Regions from separate parts of the Lactuca sativa genome. Here region 1 is linked to region 2. Evidence: chromatin contacts called from public Hi-C data. All regions are on one chromosome and are shown on one strand. Each heading gives the region's core, a stretch centred on a gene start, on an enhancer-like site or on the middle of the called end of the contact. The rest is flanking DNA. Distances are from core to core; before and after follow the strand shown. Region 1 holds the start of LOC111885674 (pentatricopeptide repeat-containing protein At1g02150). Region 2 holds the start of LOC111885669 (cyclin-U4-1).

Region 1 (4,302 bases), core at 441-2,940, 130 kb after region 2:
TTGGTCTCCAGAAGCTTGATCCTTCATTAGAAATTGCTTCTTCTAAGCAATTTAGAGCATCAGAAACCCTATTTGCATTGATATGGCTTTCAGCAACAATCTCCCAAGTACTCGAATTCAATTTCCCAACATCCAACATTTCTTTAAAAAGAGACTCGGCTTTTTCTGTAAGCCCTTTTCTAACATACCACCCCAATAAAAGATTTCCAATTCTGGGGTCATAAGATGACTTCACTGAAACCCATTCTTCATAAAGAATCTCAGCTTCTTCTATATCATTCATACGGATGAATGAAGAGATCACAGCATGATAACCCAAATTAGGTATGTAAGGAAAGACCGATTTGTAAGTCTCCCAAATTCTTTGAATTTCTTCTTTCTTGCCAATACTTCCATAATGAGATAAAAGATAATGATAAGGAATTCGATCACGTCCAGTAATTAGACTTTCTATCTTTCTAAGAGAATCTTCAGCTTTTTCAAATTTGTCATTCTTGATGTAAAATGTGGCCATTGTGCTATAAGTAGTCCAATTTGGATTAAGAGAAGGATCAAGATTCAGTTTTTCAAATGATTCTTCCATCTTTTCAATAGATCCTTGAGACCCACGAGAAGATATCCAGATATTATATGAATATAAATCTAATCCTATGTTGTTTTCCATCATCTCTGAAACTATGGCTTCCACTTTTTCTTGATCTTTAAGGTTCATGTAGAGTGTCATCATGACGTTAAATGGAAGTGCATGGCTTGCATAGTCTTTCTTTTTCATTTCGACTAATAAAGCCTCGGCCTTTTCCACCATTTTAGCACGTACGTAAGCATTCAAGAGTGCCCCATAGATGCGCTTGTCCATTAAATTATTGGGCATGTTTTTGAAGTAATCTTCAGCGCCTGAAATGCCGTGGACTTTTGAAACTAGATCTAGTTGAATTGCAGCATCACTTGACGATATTCTAAATCTCTCGGGCCTATTATTCATCCAATTGTAAATCTGCAGTGACGAAAATTTCATAAAAACCCTAGATGATGTTTAATTCTCGACAAGTAAAACCAGAAACAATATATCACTAACTACAAGCAAATTTAAGAAAGCAAATGATGAACGTAACAAAGAAACACAAATTTAACACACGGTGAATCTATTTTAATCCAGATATACCTCAAGAGCAAGCTTGTGACGACCATACTTTCTCATTTCTTTCACAATTCTACAAAGCTCCCACTTGGTAACTTTTTTCCCTTCGTTCTCCCACTGATTCAACACCTCAGTGGCCCCCTTTTCAGGGTCTCCTATTAGTGAGATCCTCTTGTAAATGACTTTCCAGGTGACCGCCGTTCCAGACTTTTTCTCATGGTCCACTGTGCCATAGTTGTACACTTTTGAAACTGGTGATGACGACGAAGAATAACGGTTTTTGACGATAAACGAAGTAAATTGGGGTTTTTTGTGGGGTGAACTTCGAAACCCATATGGGAAATTGAGAGAATGAGAGAGGGAAGATGAAGATAAAGATGACGAGAGAGAAATAGATTGTGGGTGTGGTGGAGATTGGGAAACTGTTGGATGGAGCAACATTTTTTCGAGATTTTATTGGATCAATTAGGGTTTTAGGAGGTGCTTTCAAAATATTGAAGAACACAGTAGCAACCAAGATAAGAGTGGGTTTGTGCAATTGTGTGTGAGTGTGCTTGTCACTATGAATAGTTCGTTAAATTTAGTCCTTTAAGTTTATGTAAAGTTTTTTACTACCCACTTTAAGTTTATAAGTACTAATGATAGTCCCTATGTTTTTTTTTCTTTTTTGAAAATGATCGAACATAATACCATTTTTTTATAACAAAATATAACATTTGATACAAACAGTTATTTATCTGTAATCTTTTATATCATTTTCAATAGGGAGGTGATTCTTCCACATCAAAATTTTGATTCATCCACTAAAATTTATATCTATTACCAATTATGCCCCTCATTTAATATTGAAAGAAAAAGAACACGTGCAGTCCATCTCTTTTTTCCACGCCCATGCCAAAATTAGAACTAACTTTTTTTCTTCTGTGTTATTTTTTACATTGTTCTCATTTTAATACTTAATTCTATTTATGAACTGAAAGATCGACACTCATTTAGTCATTTTAATACTTAAATTAAGGCTTAAAGTGATAACTTTGTGTCTACACTCCTCCAAAAGATATTGTCTTTGGGTTTTATAACTTGAAAGGCTAGGCCTGCTTTCCCTTTTACTATATTAATAAGAACTAGATTTTTCCAATATGTTGATAGAAGCTGAGATTTTAACAGCAGCCACATGAGACTGAAACTGATTGGTGATCTTAAACTGAAACCTGCATTCATTTATTTACTATTGAGCTTGAATAAACCGAGTTAGTAGACTTAAACACCAGTGAAGCAACTTCCATTTCTACAACAATTTCAGCTGCAACTTTTGATCCTGGGGAAGATACATTTATTTGTATCACAATTTTTTTTTAGCCATATCTTTAGGTTAATCCCAAATTTTGTGGTCAAGATTTGAATCACCGATCTGAATGTAGAGTACATGAGGTTCAGTATGAGAGTGAGTCATTTGAGTGAGTTTTTAGCGAATTATAATTGTTTAATAGGTTTAATCAATCAAAAATTGACAATTCATTCGTATAGCAATGACGATGCTTGAGAATCATAAATAGCAATGAAGTTGTTTGAGAATCAGATATTGAAAAGGCATCACCGATGAGTCGATGAGGAAGCAAGAATAAGGAAGGAGCATCATTTTCGTTTGGAAACATAACCTTGGAATTGTTCTCTCGCTTTAATATCTACAAATTTAAATGAAGGGCATATTTGTCAATACAAATATATTTCAGTGGATGGAGTAAAATCTGTTTTGGAAAAATCACTTCCCTTTTCAATACCAAAAATGTATGTCGTTTATTTAAAAGATAACGACGGTTATTACTTTCTCTTTCGTTCATTAACTAAACAGATAAATCATTTTTGTTATAATGTCACATACATTTAAACATGCATATTATATTTGTTAGCTTTTTACAAATTTGATTTACATATTTTTATTACAATAACTCTATAATAAATTACTAGTATTACAATAACTCTATAATAATAATAAATTATTAAAAATTATTAAATGTTTAAATAAGAGAAAATTAAAAATTTAGCCTTTTTTGCTAATTACTTTACAGATAATAGCCAAAAAAATACCAAAAGTTACAAAAATAGTGTTGGATTAGTGTCTAAGTCCATAACTATTTTGGTATGTACTTGATCCGATGGTGCATGGTCCTTTTGAGTTGCCTTCACCAAAGCAACTTGATAGGATGAATTATGGAGAGAAATGATTAAATATGATTTATTAATATATTATGAGAATAATATATTAAAGGAGAAATCATATTGTTTAATTAATATTAGTCAAGAATTAATAAGAATTAAGTTTGTCACTAAAAGACATTAATTAAACTTAAGGGACTAGAACTGTCAATTGTATGATAGTTGGATATTGAGCTAATGGACTCCATATTAAAGGAGTGGACGAATTCTATGGGGAAGCCCATTAGAAATCGTCCTAGGCCTTTAAGGAAGGAGCCCATGGGTTGCTTAGGGCTTAAGCATCCAAATTAGGGTTTCCTTGTTACATAACCCTAATAGCCTCACTATTTAAAGAACCCTTATGCCCCAAAAACGTGGTGAACTTGTTTTCTAGGGTTTCCACACATTTTGGGCAGCCTCCTTCTCTTCTCCTCTTCATCCTCTTGCTCTTGGTGTTTGTGAACCATTAGAGGAGTGACATTTGTGACTCTAAGCTTTCTAAAGTTATTACAAGAAGGATTTGGAATTTTTATTGCTACATAACAATCAAGGTATGATCTAAAACCTAATCCATATGTTATATTGATTGTCATATACTAGATCTAGGGTTTATAGTCTTGGATGAATTGCATGTACAATAGACAAACCTAGATCCAAGCATTAGGGTTTGTATGAGCACATAGGATGTTCTTATGATTAAAACCCATCAGTGGTATCAAAGCCTTGATTGGTTTCTATTGTATTGATGCCTTGGTTATTTGTTCAAGCCTTAAAAAAATCGATTTTTTGCCTCCTGCCTGATGTACTCGGCGAGTCCCATTGTGGACTCGGCGAGTAGGCCCCCTACTCGGCGAGTTCATAGGGGTACTCGGCGAGTTCGAGCGTCAGAAAGAGGGGATTTCGGGGTTTCTTGCTATTTTACTCATGGATACATGCCTTATCTGTTTTAGATCATTAAAATTCGATTT
Region 2 (4,115 bases), core at 1,097-3,596:
AAATGTATTTATAAAAATAGTAATTGCACCATTTGAAGAGTCCATATAAATCCGCCTCAAAACTTATGAAAAATCAATCTAAGAATAGTAGCAATATTTAAAAGTACTAGAGTTTTAACTTCTAATATAAACCATTAAGCATTGATTTTAAAAATACATTCTTAGATAAAGTATGATTTTTTTTTAAAGAAAATTTACCTAATTAAAAGTTTAATGCTATCCTGTAAATATCTAATGTTTTATAAAGTGATTGTTGATACTTTATTTGCTTTTTACTCAATTAAATGTTATAATTTTCAATCAGTTAAGTAAAACTTTTCTAAAAATATAACCGAACAACCATAAAACACAGTAATTGCCCCACCGGCTACCTTTTTTTTTAATCTTCGTTTGAACTCCAAATCAGCATCCATAATAAATTTGAGAAATATTGATTTTACTTTTTTTTTTTCTAAAATATAACTCAAATAATATAAATTTTAGTAAATTCAAAAACTGTTTTTTTTTCAATATTTATATTCTCTGTTTTTTGATATATTATATTTATCTCATACTTGCCATAAATACACCCTATCCATTGTTAATTCACCCACACCCAATCATCCCCCCCCCCCCCCCCCCCCCTCTTCAGATCAGATTAGATCTTACAGGGTGTTCCTTTTTGCAGCTTTATGCTTCTATAAGACTACCAACAATAAAAATAATAACATTTAATTGACCTCTTTTATGTTATATAAAAAAATTCCAATATATATAAGATAGCGAAAAAATAGAAAGCATCCCATTTGTATATACCACCAATCAAAGTCAAGTAAAATACACCCCCCAAAAAAACTGCCTTAAAAAGGTTTAACTTGCTAAACCCATATAAAATAATCTACAATCTACCTAAAAACACATCATTCAAGCTCAAGATAAAAAGATTAATTCAGTCTCAAAAAAAAGAAAAAGAAAAAGAAAAGATTGCTGATTAAACTGCTGCCACTTCTTGTTGTTGATGATCATCTTCATAATGAAGCAGTTTTGTTGTTATTGATGGCAATGACGATGATGATGATGATGATGATGATGTTAGATGATGATCTAATGGTGGTTGAAGAAGCAACATTTCTCTTTGGAGATATGAACAATAGGTGTGGAAAGTGGTGGGGTTCACATTCAATTGAAACCCTAATCCAAACAAGAAATCCACTTCAAGAAAATTCATTTCTGTTGTGCTGATTCCTCCTACTTTTGCAAAATATGCATTATTATAGTACCTGCAAAAGGGCATTGTTAATTAATTACTCATTGTACAAAAAAACAAATGTTGTTTTTTAATACAATTATCATGTATTTAATCTAACCCTAAATTGAGTTAAAAGATTTGTTGAGCTTTAACTCCAAGATATGACTAATGATGTGGTACTGGTGGGTGCAATACTATTTTCTTGGGTATCATTCATGAGGTGGGGGACAAAAGAAGAACAAGGTACAACATGTCATGCGCTAAGTACAACCACTTGATGTATATTGAAAGATTTTTTTTTTGAACAATCATTTTGATTGGTACTTGGCCCAAGAGTATTAGAAGAATTCAATTTTCATGAACCTGATTATTAAAACTAACACAATTCTCATCCAATCATAAAAAACTAGAAGATTGATATCATAAAGTTATCTGAATCAAAAGTACAACAGAGAAAACAGGGGTTTGAAGCAAAGAATTTTTAGTTTCCCCTTTTTATCTGTTAGGAATTCATAAATTCTTAACCTCATTAACTATGAGTTTGAATTAGATGCCAATAATGTGATCCAGACAATTGTCAGAGTAATTTGGGGCTCAAATTCTCGAATCATATACTCAATTCCAATAAAAACGCTCCTAAAACATTTGGAACAGGCTCAAATTAAAAAAACAGCACAATTTCACACATGAACGGCGAATTATAAATGAGAAGAACTTACAAATCATCCATGAACTTGGCAGCAATCATTACACCAGTAATTAACAACCGATGGACATTGAAGGAATTGATAGAAAGGGCAGGCTGTTGCTGGGTAAACCGATCAAGATAAACATACGCAACAACGTAACAGGAAGGACTACAGTTAGCGTACTTGAAAATCCTCTCTAAATAGCTTTGGATCGAGATAGTTGGCCTAGTGAGACCATGAAAAGCCGAGATCTTCTGCGGGTGAAATCGAGGGTTGAGATCATTCGATTCGGCTACTCGTTGAAGTAGAGATGACAGGAATGTAATGAGGTTGTTCATCACTGTTGGGCACTCCATGTCCGCCATTGATGAACAGAGGGAGAGAGAGAGAGAGAGATAGTTTCAGCCGAGCTAGCGAAGAAGAAAGACAAGGGTGTTTCAGGTATATAAACCACTGGTAGGGTGGTCGTTAGCAGGTAGGTATACATGAAATTACTATTTCACCCTTGAGAAATATGGATTATGACCAGGCTGTCCCCCATGTGACCTTCAAGTTCTTAAAGAAAAGATTTTAGTGGGAAAAATATGGATCAAATGCCAAATTTTGTTATAAAGCTTTCATATAGATTCTTTCTATATTTATAATATTTATAACATTTTTTTTGTATATATTATTGACTTTTTTTATTAGCTAGATATACTAATGTTAATTTTTAAACTTTGGTAGTTTGCTTGAAATAAAAAAAATAAAGTCATCTTCAATAAAGAATCGATGGAAAATAGATAATTGTAATTAAAACATTCAAGGAAATATAGTTTTTATTGACGATTTGTAAATAAATAATTATTAAAATTTAGATAAAAAAATGAAATAACATTTTTTTACGCGGAAACTAAAAACATTCATAACAATGACTATTTTCAAACTTAAGAAGCACAAAACTCTTTTTTTCATAAAATTCAAATTCGTGTAATTTTCCAAAATTTGTGTGGTATATCAACAAGAACACAACAATATACTTGTATTTTTTTTCCTCGGAAACAAAGTTTAAATAATTACGAAATATTAACTAAATTATGTTAGCTTTTTATATAGAAAAAATAGTTTTGTATTAAAAAGAAAAATGAATTCACTTATAGTTGAAAACTAACAAACAAGAATCTTTAAAGGAAATGGGGAACTTGGGTAAAAATAGAATAATTAGTTAATTATAAAATGATGGTTTCCAAAATGTCATCATGTGATTCCATGTGTGATCAATGGTGAATTTTGTGATTCTTGGTTGCGGGTCCCACTAGAGAAGGTATTTGCATGTTATGTGATTCTTTTGTAAATGGTTGGGTACCATTATTTGGATTCCAAACAATTCAATATTTTATCATACTTAATTTGATTATATATAACCATTCAGTGAACATAAAATATATATTATAAACCATTTAACATACCTCAATCTTTAAAATACATGTATATATAGGAAAGTTTTTGAAAACGAACTACAAACTCATGTGTCTAATGCATGTAAAAATAGCACAACGACAAAACCAATTGTGGTCCAATAGTAAACTTGTAAAGGGTTCAGAGAGCAATGTTTAAACTTAAATAGAAGAAAAACATAAAGGGTAAATAATCTTAGGAAAACATCGCAATGTTTAAACTTAAATAGAAGAAAAACATAAAGGGTAAATAATCTTAGGGAAAACATCGGGTATAGTCATTTTTTGGGAGGGTATTTCAAAATTTAGTCATGAAAAGAGACATTTCCGGCTACAAACACGCATTCTGCGGAGGACCCTCTACGGAGCTCCACGGAACAAAGAATCATCCGCGGAGAGGGGGTATTTTCGTAATTCCACCCCTCTCCTATTTGACAAAAATGGTCCCCCTCTTTGGTCTCCGACTGGTCCCCCGATTCCTCTTCCACTCGACAGTCTCTCCGTATCAATACGCCATTCCGATTTTCCGGTGAGAAGGAGTTTAAAGCCGGCGACAACGACATCAAACAACATCATTTTTCGGAGAAATCGATTTGAACCAGAAAACCCGACAACGATGGAGGACAATTTCCCCAATATTTTCGCTGATGGATACGGCTCCCGAGTATTTCTCACATTCCCCTCTTTGGATTAATGTCGTATTGTATATATTTAAGATTCAAAGGTTACGAAAATCCAATTCATAACTGTCAATATGTACAA

What was found. Hi-C and Micro-C count contacts between places; a contact is called where the count stands out from the background.
Region 1: a contact with region 2 is called in a Hi-C map of leaf, with 5 times the contacts expected there. The contact joins the promoter of LOC111885674 here to the promoter of LOC111885669 in region 2. A contact is called at or near these places in 3 of 4 Hi-C or Micro-C datasets (bud and leaf).

Annotation. Positions count from the first base shown.
Region 1 is chr4:63,233,304-63,237,605 of Lsat_Salinas_v11, forward strand. LOC111885674 (pentatricopeptide repeat-containing protein At1g02150) reads right to left here and starts at 1,691. Exons shown (of 2, transcript XM_023881921.3): 1 at 1,163-1,691; 2 at 1-994. The coding sequence starts at 1,579.
Region 2 is chr4:63,097,991-63,102,105 of Lsat_Salinas_v11, forward strand. LOC111885669 (cyclin-U4-1) reads right to left here and starts at 2,347. Exons shown (of 2, transcript XM_023881917.3): 1 at 1,948-2,347; 2 at 768-1,259. The coding sequence starts at 2,282. The coding sequence ends at 971.